3 separate regions of the Mus musculus genome follow, and all the other regions are linked to region 1. The links are chromatin contacts, called in public HiChIP or PLAC-seq maps. All regions are on one chromosome and are shown on one strand. Each heading gives the region's core, a stretch centred on a gene start, on an enhancer-like site or on the middle of the called end of the contact. The rest is flanking DNA. Distances are from core to core; before and after follow the strand shown.

Region 1 (3,491 bases), core at 420-2,919:
GGATAATGTCTCCTTCAGTAACATCGTTAGTCATAGACAAGAGAAGCTCAGTACTTGACACAACTGAAAATAGTCCCTCCATGGACTAGGTTATCCTCTGCTGCGACTGAAGGAAATGTCTGGTGACTTAATAGGGAATATTGTACTTTCAAAGGCATTAAATCCCGTGGGTATAATTGAAACAATTACTTTCTGATCTTGAAAGAATTTCTACCTTCAAAACAGCAAAGCTTATCCAACCAAAGTTGGCTACTCTGGAGATATTATTTACATTGGAAAACAACATTAAATATGCATATGTATATACCAATAGTCACGTGTACACGTGTCTACCTGTAGATGGAGATGGCCATCATTAACTGTCTAGTAAGTATAAATAAAAGGGGCTAGAGAGTGGCTCAGTGATTAAGAGTATTTGCTGCTCTTGAAGATGACCAGGGTTCCATTCCTTGCATGCAGATGGCAGCTTGCAGCCATCTGTGACTCCAGTTCCAGTGGATCCGATGCCCTCTGTAGGCACCAAGTACATAAGTGTGCATAGACATGAATGCACAGTTGCACATATGTGTGTACATGTGTGCACATGGATGTAGAGGCCATAGGGAAGCCTCAGTTGTAGAAGTAGACAAGTTCAGGGTCATAAGCACTGGCATGGTGGTTTTGGGGTGTTAGAAAGTGAGATTTTCTCACTGTGGCACTGCTAAGATCTTGGATGACATTACTCTTTATTAGGGATTAGAAGGATCTGTCCTATACATTTTGGGATTTTCCACAGCATTTGAGTCTTGCTGCTGCAGGCCAGTAGGGCCCTCCCTTTTGCAGCTTATATACATTACATAGAAGGAAAACATATACTAAATTCTTAGTGTGGAAGTATGGGTCCGACGGCTATGATTTGAGAGTGGCTGGCTTTAGCCTTAAAACTTGCAAAATTAAGGGGCTATGTGCCTCCACCAAAGCAACTGCTTTGCCTAGGGGAGAAAAGGAGAAAGTTGCTGGTGCTGAGAAGTGAATGCTTCTGGAGATGCAATTTCTACTACTTTGGATTGACCTTGGTGAATGCTGTATTCACACCCAGTCAGGGGATCCCATTTGTGCTCAAAGAAACGGTCACCCACACGTGAACTGAGAATCCTAGAAGCATCATGAAAGCCTTTGTAAAGATCACATCTGCAGTGAAAAGTGTGAGGTGATCAACATCTCAGACTCAGGACTCAGTCAAGGGCATCCTCAAATTTACCACATACCTATATTTTCCCATGGATGATGGGGCTTTATAAAAATAAAAGGTCCTAGCTCAGTCGGTAGAGGCCTGCCTAGAATGCACAAAGACCCATGTCCCATCCCTACACATAAACTAGATGTGGCACAGACCAATCATACCAGCACTTGGCAGCAAGGGGTGGAGGTAGAGGCAGGAGGATCAAGAGCTCAAGGTCATCGTCAGAGTAAGGTAAAAAGGCCATCCTGAGTCAAACAAAAAGACCAAAGACAAGGTACACTGCCATCAGATCAGATCAGGAGTGTCTTTCTCTCATGGCTACCTCATTTTGATATAGTTGAAGGAGCTCAATTTGTCTACGGAGACTAAGGTAAAATAAGGAGCCTAACTTAGTCAGGCTTTGTTTTTCAGAGGAACCTAGCCACTCTTATGAATCGATACCAAGGACTGCCAGCAGATGGCAGTAAAGGTCCGCCTAGTGCTCTAGCTTTGGGCTAGCCAGGCGTTCAGGGTGTGGTATCTTCATTGTTGATTTTGAAACCTGGCCCCTCACCTGCCTGAAATCTGCCAGGAAAAAAAAAAAAAAAAGGTTAAAAGCCACATTCCCACTGTATCAGAGAGCACTCCTAAACAGGGTAGTGTTCGGGAACCTCGCCCTACACAGTCAGATAAGCCGTCTACGTGGATCCAATTCAGACCTTAACAAGTAAACTCCAGTGCAAATTTTCTATTGGCTCCCAGTGATGTCACTTGCTGCGGCTGGGAGGCTGGGAGAACTGGTTTTCTTAGTGTGGGGAACCTTTGTTCTCTGCAACACCCACCTGGAACCCTGGGGCCTCACTGTGAAGCCAGGGCCCCCAAGGTATCTGGATACAGCACACTGCTTTGCTCCAGCACACCTAGAGTGCCTAAGAAATGGAAGTGCAGAGCAAGGGTTAGGTGAATTCACGGTACAGGAATGACTCTCACCTGGGCTCCATGAAACTCAGTCCCTAAGCCAAGCCAGGCTTTGTGGAGCTTTAAGTCACTCACTTGATATTAGTTCTCCCCCTGGGATGGATGGAGTTCTTAAAAGGCCCAGAGTGGTTCCAGGCCTTCTGGATTGGTTCCTGGGTTCATTAAATCACCTCACCCTTTAACCACTTTAGACTCTTTACACCTCGGGCACATTTAAAATAATATGCAAACCTTAATGAGGCAAGGGTAGAAGAATAGAAGGCCTATTACTATACAAAGTTGATTTCTGCCTCCTCCTAAACTGCCACAATTAACACTGTTCCCAAAAGGTCAACTTGATTATTTGCTTTGTCCCTTTCTGAAAGAAGCACTTGTGTCTGGCTTGTCTTTAAATATCTGCAGGTCATCTAAGAGGAAGTCCGTGGTGGTGGTACTTTTGTAGGACCTGGCCATTTGTTTACATCCAAGCTCTTTAACCCTCTACAGCTGCAGGTGGAGAATCCGTGGTTCTTCATGCTCTGCCTGGACTTCACGCTCCATTTAGCTCAGCAGTGACCCAGGTGAGCCTCTGGCCACAATGACAGCGCCATTGCCCCTCCACTACTAATAATGTGGCGGCTGTAGTTGAACTTGCTGTTAAGTCCAACAGTTCTCTTGGGTAGTTAGACTAACTGTAGCCCTTAGAGGTGGAAGAGTCGGGCATGACTGTGAGGGTGTGGGAGAAGGAGCCCAAAGCTAGTTGCCAATACACTGAGCTGACAACATGGCCTGGCCGCCCCGCTCAAAAGCTGGGTGAGCTTATTTACAGAGCTCGTCACCGCCTCAAAGCTTCACTTTGTTCACCTCTACTATCAAGGAAGAAAAAACATTCCTGAGGCTTTTCTTAAAGGAGGGCTAAACCTGAGGTGCGCTGAGAAGTGACAGTGACTGACTTGTGGGGTGGGGAGAAGCCCTTTGCAGTGCTTGCCAATTTTCTCAGCGCACGTGCCCCCTCGTGAGAGGACAGTCTCTTTCTTGCCCAAGCTCGGCTTTTGCTGCCTTCCTTGGCTCCCATACCTGGCTTTCAGCACTTCTGTGATTGCGACTCTCTGAACACTTTTCAGTCTTTTCCATAATCCCTACGGATAAAATGAATACCTTTGTAGGTCTTTTTTTTTTTTTTTCATCTCTCTCCACCTTCGCACTTCCTCCTTCTCAAGCTCACAGCAAAATTACTAGATTTGGAATGTATGCTTATGGAATAAATGAAGGGGTGACTGGAAGCTGACATTAGCAACAGTGAGGCAGGGCCTCCAGTGCCGACCTCTTAAAG
Region 2 (3,491 bases), core at 485-2,984, 930 kb after region 1:
ACCTGGAAAGCCAGAAAAATGGGGAGACTAGAAAGACTGAATATCATCAGGACAAATGTTTGGGTCTTTGGAACTAAATAACTAAATGCATGATTTCAAGAAGGGGGAAAAGAAGGTGTGGTTGTTTGAATGAGATAGTTTCAGGCATTTGAATACTTGATCCTCAGTTGGTTACACTGTTTGGGGGAGATTAAGAAGGTATGGCTTTGCTGGAGGAAGTATGTCACTGGCAAGTAGCTTTGGGAGTTTTAAGACCACCATTTAGAGTTTACTATCTCTGCATCCTGCTTGTGGTTGAAGAGTGTTCAGCTTGCTGCATTAGCCACCATGCTTGCTTGCTGCCACCATCCCCACCAAGACAGACACTTTCTCCCTTTAAAACCAAAGCCAAACAAAAGTATCCTTCTGTAAGTAGTTGCCTTGATTATGGTGTTTTTATCATAGTGATAGAAAAGTAACTAATGTAGAAGATTTGGGGCAGACTCAACAGCAACAGAAAACAATTGAATGGGCTGATTTTGCATAAACATCCCCAATGTTAATAATAAGTTCAAATGGTGTGGTCTCTCAAAAAATCTAAGCAAAGCTTACATTGAAGCCAAAATAAGAACTCTGATCTCTGTGTGCCATTCTAGATGTGTATTTTCTGTAACAAGGAGTCTAGTGGGTGGATTAGATGTACCTAGCACACGTCATCTCCCAAACTCCACATTCTGCAAAAATGCTTCCAGTTTGTTCACAAGTGAAACGTCAGCACTGAGGAAAATTCAAGCAGGATGACAGATTTTCCAGGAAGTGAGAAGTTCTTCATGGAAATTGAAATCACTTTCCAGTATGTTTTAAAGTACTATTGGAACAAGTCATCAAGATGATGGGAAATGCTTTGTGGTAAAAAAAAAAAAAAAAAAACAAAAAACCAAAAAACCAAAAAAACAAAAAACTCTTTTAGACAATAGCTGAAAATTCTAGATTTTTCAAATAAAAGCCCAACACTTAAATGGAGTTAGGTTTACAAGGTTTATTCCATTTTGACTTTAGAAGGTTGTCTTCACAACCGAACGGAAGTGAATGGAACTGTGAAACTTTTAACTCAGCTCCAAAGCAAGTCTAGGCTTCTCCCCATCCCCATCTATTTCATTTATTTCTGTTAATAGAACATGAATTAGATATGTAAATCAGTTCTTACTAAAAGGAAAATACAGGCTCTTAGTCATCTCTCCTTAGATAAAATTGTCTGGTGTTGGTTATTAACCAGCCCACAAGTAAAAGATTAACTTTTAAAATATGACGGTTGCATAAGAGTTTTCCTTACCCCTTGGGTCAAACGAGGGGAAATTCCATGACCTAGAAAGCAATGTATGCTGTTTCCACAGAAAACATTCTGTTTCCACAGTTTGGCAATAAGCATTCTTGGACAACTAATATCTTTCCATTCTCACATTTATTCAATAAAGCAATTCACTGCATAATTCCCCAAAGTGATTATTGATTTACACATAAAATAAGACATCCAACCCCCCTCCCATTTCTGTGACCCCTGGGAAACATTTCTTACTTTAATTCTAAAGACATTCCAAAGTGGTTAATCACATGTATAAGTAAACAGTATGCTTGGAAATGTGGAAAATAGAAAGATGCTTGATTCCCAAAATGCTGTCTTCAGAAGCAACAGATACAGTGTTTGGGAGGCCAGCAGATGACTCTCCAGATGGATTTGACCAAAAGTCATGGTGGTCATGGTCCCAAAGACATTAGGAATTCATCACATGGTTAGGGCATAAACTAAACATGGTACATACATACCCACACAATGCAATACTGCACCACAGGAAGGAATGAAATAGAAGCTACTGTGCAAACAAACCTCAAAACTGCTGTGCCAAGTGAAGGAAGTCAGACACAAAAGATCACCTATGATATCATTTAAAATAAACATCCTGAATAAGAAAACCTATAGAAACAGAAATAAAATGAGTGATTGCTTAGAAGCAGGGAGAAGACACGATGGATGCCAGTGAGTGAGGATAGTTTTTCTTTTTTTGAGGTACTGGAGATAGAACCCAGGGCCTCAAGACTATCAGACAAGTACTCTACCACTGAGCCATACTCCCAGTCCTTTCTTTTAGGAGAAAAAAAAGTTCTAAAATTAGCCTGTGGTGGGGCTTGGTAGAATGAGCTTAGTGGTCAAGAGCTCATAGCACTCTTGAGGACCTGAGCTGGAGTCCCCAGCACCTGCATCAGTAAGCTTACAACAAACTACAACATCAGCCCCAGGAGAGTCTGACACTTCTCAGCTCCGTGAGCACTTACATTCATGTGCATGCACCCTTACCCCCCCACATTATTAAAATGATAAAAATAAATCTTAAGAAAGTAAAATTAAACCATGATGATAGTGACACAACCTTGTGAAAATCATCAAACCCAGGGAGTTGTACACCTTAAATGGGTGAATTATGTGGTGTATAAATTCCATTTTAATTGTTTAAAAAATGGAGTTGTGACAAAATGGGGGACCCTCAGTTTGTAATTTCTAGTTTTCTGATTAATTTTCATGTTGAAACAATTGTTCTTTTTTTTTAACTCCTCTCAAGACATAGTAACCTTCTAAGATTTAAAACAAAACAAACAAACAAACAAACAAACAAACAAATCCTTTTGCTGTTTTGAGGTTACTTTAGCCTTTAAGAGGGGATGCCAAAATGTGATAGAGCCAGGCACTGTAATTACAGCATCTGAGAGCAAGAGGGATCCAAATTCAAGGACAAACTGGGCTACAAAGTGAGACCTTGTCTCAAGGGGGCAGGAAGTGCTAAATGTCATTATAGTTCTGATAAATGCTTCACCAACTGAGCTAAATGTCATTATAGTTCTGATAAATGCTTGTCCTCACAACTGGACAGCCAAGGTTGGTACAATGTTATTAACCCACATGATGTGCATGTGTGAGTTGGCAGCTGGGGAAGGTTCTGATGATGTACTTGTAGAGATCCCAGGGGCGGACACAGGATGTCCTGCTCTACTTCCTTAGGAGAGAGGGATTGCACTACTACTTTCTACTGTATTCCCTCAAGACAGGGCCTCTCACTGAACCTGAAGCTAGGCTGATGATTGGCAAGCCCCATCAATCCTCTTGTCTCTACCACCGCTTGGATTACAGGCATGCACATGACCTTTGTCTTCATTTAGTAGGTCAGAAGAGGGCATCATATTCTGTGGAACTGGAATTACAGATGGTTGTATGGGCACTGGCAACTGTACTTAGGTCCTATGTAAGAGCAGCGAGTGTTCTTAATTGCTGAGCCATCTCTCCAGTTCACTATGTGTCAGTTTTGAGAGTGACAGGAATATTTGCAATAATGATTCCAAAGAAATAGGAATAAATTTGGACTTTCCAGGCTAACCAGAATGCATGGCCACAAGGGCTAAGGCTGAGAGAGAAAACAGCGCTAGAATTGTATGGATATGGAACACAAAACTGAGGGAACGCA
Region 3 (3,491 bases), core at 707-3,206, 520 kb after region 1:
GTAGTCATAGTCCCATGTCAGAGAAGACAATTGTCTATGGTCCTGTGAAATGTGTAACAGTGCAATGAGTTGGCCCCAAAGGGAAGGCAATCTGGTTCTTTCTACAGCTAGTGCACTTGAGAAATAGATATCCTTTGCTGACAGTGACACTGAAAGTTCTTATTGGGAGCCTTCCACTTACACTGCAAATGCCTTCTGCCAGTCTTGCAAGTCAAAGTGACCTGTACTAAAGGAATTCTATTTATGATACAAACTGTTCATAAGAGGAAGTACTGAAAGCATGGGCAGAAAGCAAAAATGATTCTTGCATTCCTTTTTAAAGTTATCACAGAACATCATATATTCAACTCATTGTAAGAGGCAGCTGATGCTCATTGGGGGATAAGGTGGGTGATGAGAAGGGTATTGCCCATTATCATACTACTTACTATTGATTAGAGTCTTTCTGGAAAAAAATAGCAAAAGACTAAGTGGGGCAAAGAAAGATTTCTGGATGTATTATCTAGAATTTTCTCCTAGGCTCTTTATCCCTTTCGCTTATATGAGCTGTTTTACAACTCAGTGCATTATGCAAGAACAATAACAATCCAAGTTATGCTTGTTCATACAAATACAAACAAATGTGTTCAGGCAATACTGTTGATCTTGCTCTATGAATATTGACCTGCTGTGTACCTGTTAATAAATTTGCCTCAATATTCTTTGTTGTCTATCTATACTCCCTGTATGCTTGCATTCTTTTCCTTCATGATTGTTTTTTTTAATTTGTGACATCATGCTTATGTCCTTTTTAATTAATGTAATTATTATATAATTGTTTGGGATTTATGGTTTTATGTAACACCTAATGCATAATGAAATGGGATTAGAATCACCATGGAAACACAGCCCAGGGTAAATCTAGGAGGGGGTTTCTAGAACAGTTTAAGAAAGAAGACCCAACCACAATATGGGCAGAACTGCTGGTCCCTTCTACAGCCGGTGCACTTGGGAAACAGATGCTACAATCCAAAACAACCCCTACCTCAAGTTGCATTTTATCAGAACGAGAACAGTAACTACTATTTCTTTCAAAATTTAACTGGCTCAAACATTTTGCTAAATTGGATATTAGTTTTCAGAAAATTGTCAGGTTATAATTTCCCTGTAGGACATGAGTCAGATTTTTTAATTATTTTTCAATATTATCCTAGGCTTTTATTTTAAATGAACATGTATATTCATGCACATGATTGCTATTCCTTATCTCTGCACTCTTGAGCCTACTAGTTACCTTATTAACTCTTTCTTAGGCAATGCCTACTAAATATATACATGATACCATCTTTTTAAATCAAATGTGTGTGCTTGATATAACATAGTACCTGATGAGCAATAAAAACATTGTTAACCCTAAGATTTCAACCCAGAAACAGCATAATAGTATTTAAACTTATTCTTAGATAAATATAATAGACTATATTAATCAAAGGTCTCAGAGCTGCCTGCACATCTTAGGATGGGATAATAAGAAAAATTACTCAGGATGCTTTGATGTTGGATGTGGGGAAAGCCTACAAACTAGAGAGAAAAAAGAAAGCTCGCTAAGTCTTGAGAGAGAGCCCAGAAACACAGCAAGATAAAATAAGAGCTGGTGGAGATGCTCTGGCGCCAAGTAGAAAAGAGGAGCTGCGGAGTTTTAAGCATGAAGTGTATGAATATTTCATTGTAAGTTGTTTGCTATACCAGCACACACACACACACACACACACACACACACACACACACTGTCCATGGCATTCAGTAAAGTCTATTAGAGCAAAGGCCTTGATCTGGGAACACATGGTTGAAGGATCAAATAAGGCCACTCAATCTGGAACTTAGTAATCATGAAATCATGCATAAGGGTGAAGAGCAAATAAAGGTTAAGGATTTAGCAGAACCATGGTGGCTTAAAACAGGGGGTACATGACTGTCAAAGTTAAAGTGAGAACTTTCACTTCATCCTACTACCAAGTAAACAGAAAGTTTAGGGACTTCCCAGTGATGACAATTTTTCATGCAAATAGCACCCTTTCACAATCATATGTCTCTATGCAAATGAAGCCTTTAATATTTCTGCCCTCCTGTAAGGGAAAAAAAGTCTTTCCATCCTTAGTACTTTGAAAGCACTTTAAACATATTTAAATCTAACATTAATGTGTCCATGTTATAAATACATGTGTTACATATGTGTAGGTATAATACATGTTTTTAAATGGGTGCTTGTGTGAACGTACACACATTTCATATCTTTTCTTTCCTTAATGAGGATAGAAGCTCATTGAGGTAGAAACTATTTCTTCATTTATTTGTCTTCATCACGTCAAAATATCCCACAGGGCCTGGAGCCTCAAGAAATGTCTATCTATTGACTTAGAAAGCCACCTTTGACTCAATTCTCCTTCACTTCACTCTCCCTCATCAGTAAGACCAGAAACTCTAGTCACCAAAGGACTAGTTAGTCCTTTCTAGCTAGTCATAGGCAATGCCACATAACTAAAACCTTGCTGGCTTCTCCCAGGCCCAGGATGGAGATGTGGTCTCAACTGGTAAGTTTCTGTAGGTTCTTGAGTTTCAGGGACCATCATCTAAAGTGGTTCCCTTGGTTCTTCTCATGCATTCAGCCTATCTCTTCCGTATCCCTTCTCCTCCCCAGTAAGTTTCTTTAACACTTTTCTGTTCTTTGTCCACATCGCATCTCCCCATCTCTTATTTAGGTTCTATGTGCGTAATTCCCTGTCCAGTGGGGGGAAAATCACATTTGTTCATTTAGCCACCCACACAGCAATTATTTCTTCAGTACTTCTATGTAGTATAACCTGATCCTTGCTCTCAGAGAATTTACAATCTCATGAAGGACTCAAGCATTAATCAACCAAATGCTCAAAGCAGTGAATGGTTATAAACCTAACAAGAATATATGATGATTAATTTTCATTGGCAACTTGTTTGGATTAAGTGAGGCCTGAGTAATTAGTAAGGTATACTGTAGAGTCTATCTATGAAGGCATCTCCAGAGACGATTAACTGTGGGAACAAGACTCACCCTGAAGGTGGGTAGCACTACTGAATGGTATGGGGTCTCAGACTAAATAAAATGGGAGAGCCAGCTCTCTGCTTCCTGGTCTGACAAGATATAAGCACGCAGCTTCATGTTCCTGTTGCACACAGCTGCAAGTGCATCTGGCCACTGTTATGTCTTCTACACTATAAAGGACCATCAAACCATAAGCCAAAATAAATCTTTTGTTCCTTAGCAGGTATTCAGTCACAGCAATGATAAAAGTAACTGCTATAGCAAGAAATTAAACTTTTTCAATGACAGCATACAACAGAGCAAGGTAACTTGCTGCAAGGGATTCTAGACATTAGGAAGCCTGTGTACTGGCGGTCCTGTGATATGCAGGAGAACAGCAAGACTAAGAAGCTTGTGAGCCAGGAGATCAGAGCAACAAGGAACAGGTCAGATG

The links. HiChIP or PLAC-seq counts read pairs in DNA pulled down with a chosen protein or histone mark.
Region 2: a contact with region 1 is called in a FOXA1 HiChIP or PLAC-seq map of pancreatic cancer cells. The contact joins two enhancer-like sites. A contact is called at or near these places in 2 of 15 datasets of contacts at CTCF or cohesin (large pre-B cells and pro-B cells), 3 of 484 Hi-C or Micro-C datasets (the HPC-7 cell line, bone marrow-derived macrophages and cerebellum) and 2 of 115 datasets of contacts at active chromatin or transcription factors (embryonic stem cells and pancreatic cancer cells).
Region 3: a contact with region 1 is called in an H3K27ac HiChIP or PLAC-seq map of bone marrow-derived dendritic cells, with 7 times the contacts expected there. The contact joins two enhancer-like sites. A contact is called at or near these places in 1 of 15 datasets of contacts at CTCF or cohesin (large pre-B cells), 6 of 484 Hi-C or Micro-C datasets (the AtT-20 cell line, bone marrow-derived macrophages, embryonic fibroblasts and 2 more), 3 of 115 datasets of contacts at active chromatin or transcription factors (bone marrow-derived dendritic cells and embryonic stem cells) and 2 of 9 other capture datasets (bone marrow-derived macrophages and embryonic stem cells).

The regions. Positions count from the first base shown.
Region 1 is chrX:167,231,814-167,235,304 of GRCm38.p6, reverse strand. No RefSeq gene overlaps it. Among named protein-coding and RNA genes, the nearest start is that of Tmsb4x, 24 kb to the right of the region's middle. Within about 2 kb of position 1,669, at least 87 of the 459 cell types and tissues checked have an H3K27ac peak or open chromatin away from gene starts, as enhancers often do. A contact at or near this core is called in bone marrow-derived dendritic cells and pancreatic cancer cells, where this site is marked.
Region 2 is chrX:166,300,809-166,304,299 of GRCm38.p6, reverse strand. It overlaps a transcript of Gpm6b not described here. Among named protein-coding and RNA genes, the nearest start is that of Gpm6b, 42 kb to the left of the region's middle. Within about 2 kb of position 1,734, at least 11 of the 459 cell types and tissues checked have an H3K27ac peak or open chromatin away from gene starts, as enhancers often do. A contact at or near this core is called in pancreatic cancer cells, where this site is marked.
Region 3 is chrX:166,716,761-166,720,251 of GRCm38.p6, reverse strand. No RefSeq gene overlaps it. Among named protein-coding and RNA genes, the nearest start is that of Gm1720, 56 kb to the right of the region's middle. Within about 2 kb of position 1,956, at least 13 of the 459 cell types and tissues checked have an H3K27ac peak or open chromatin away from gene starts, as enhancers often do. A contact at or near this core is called in bone marrow-derived dendritic cells, where this site is marked.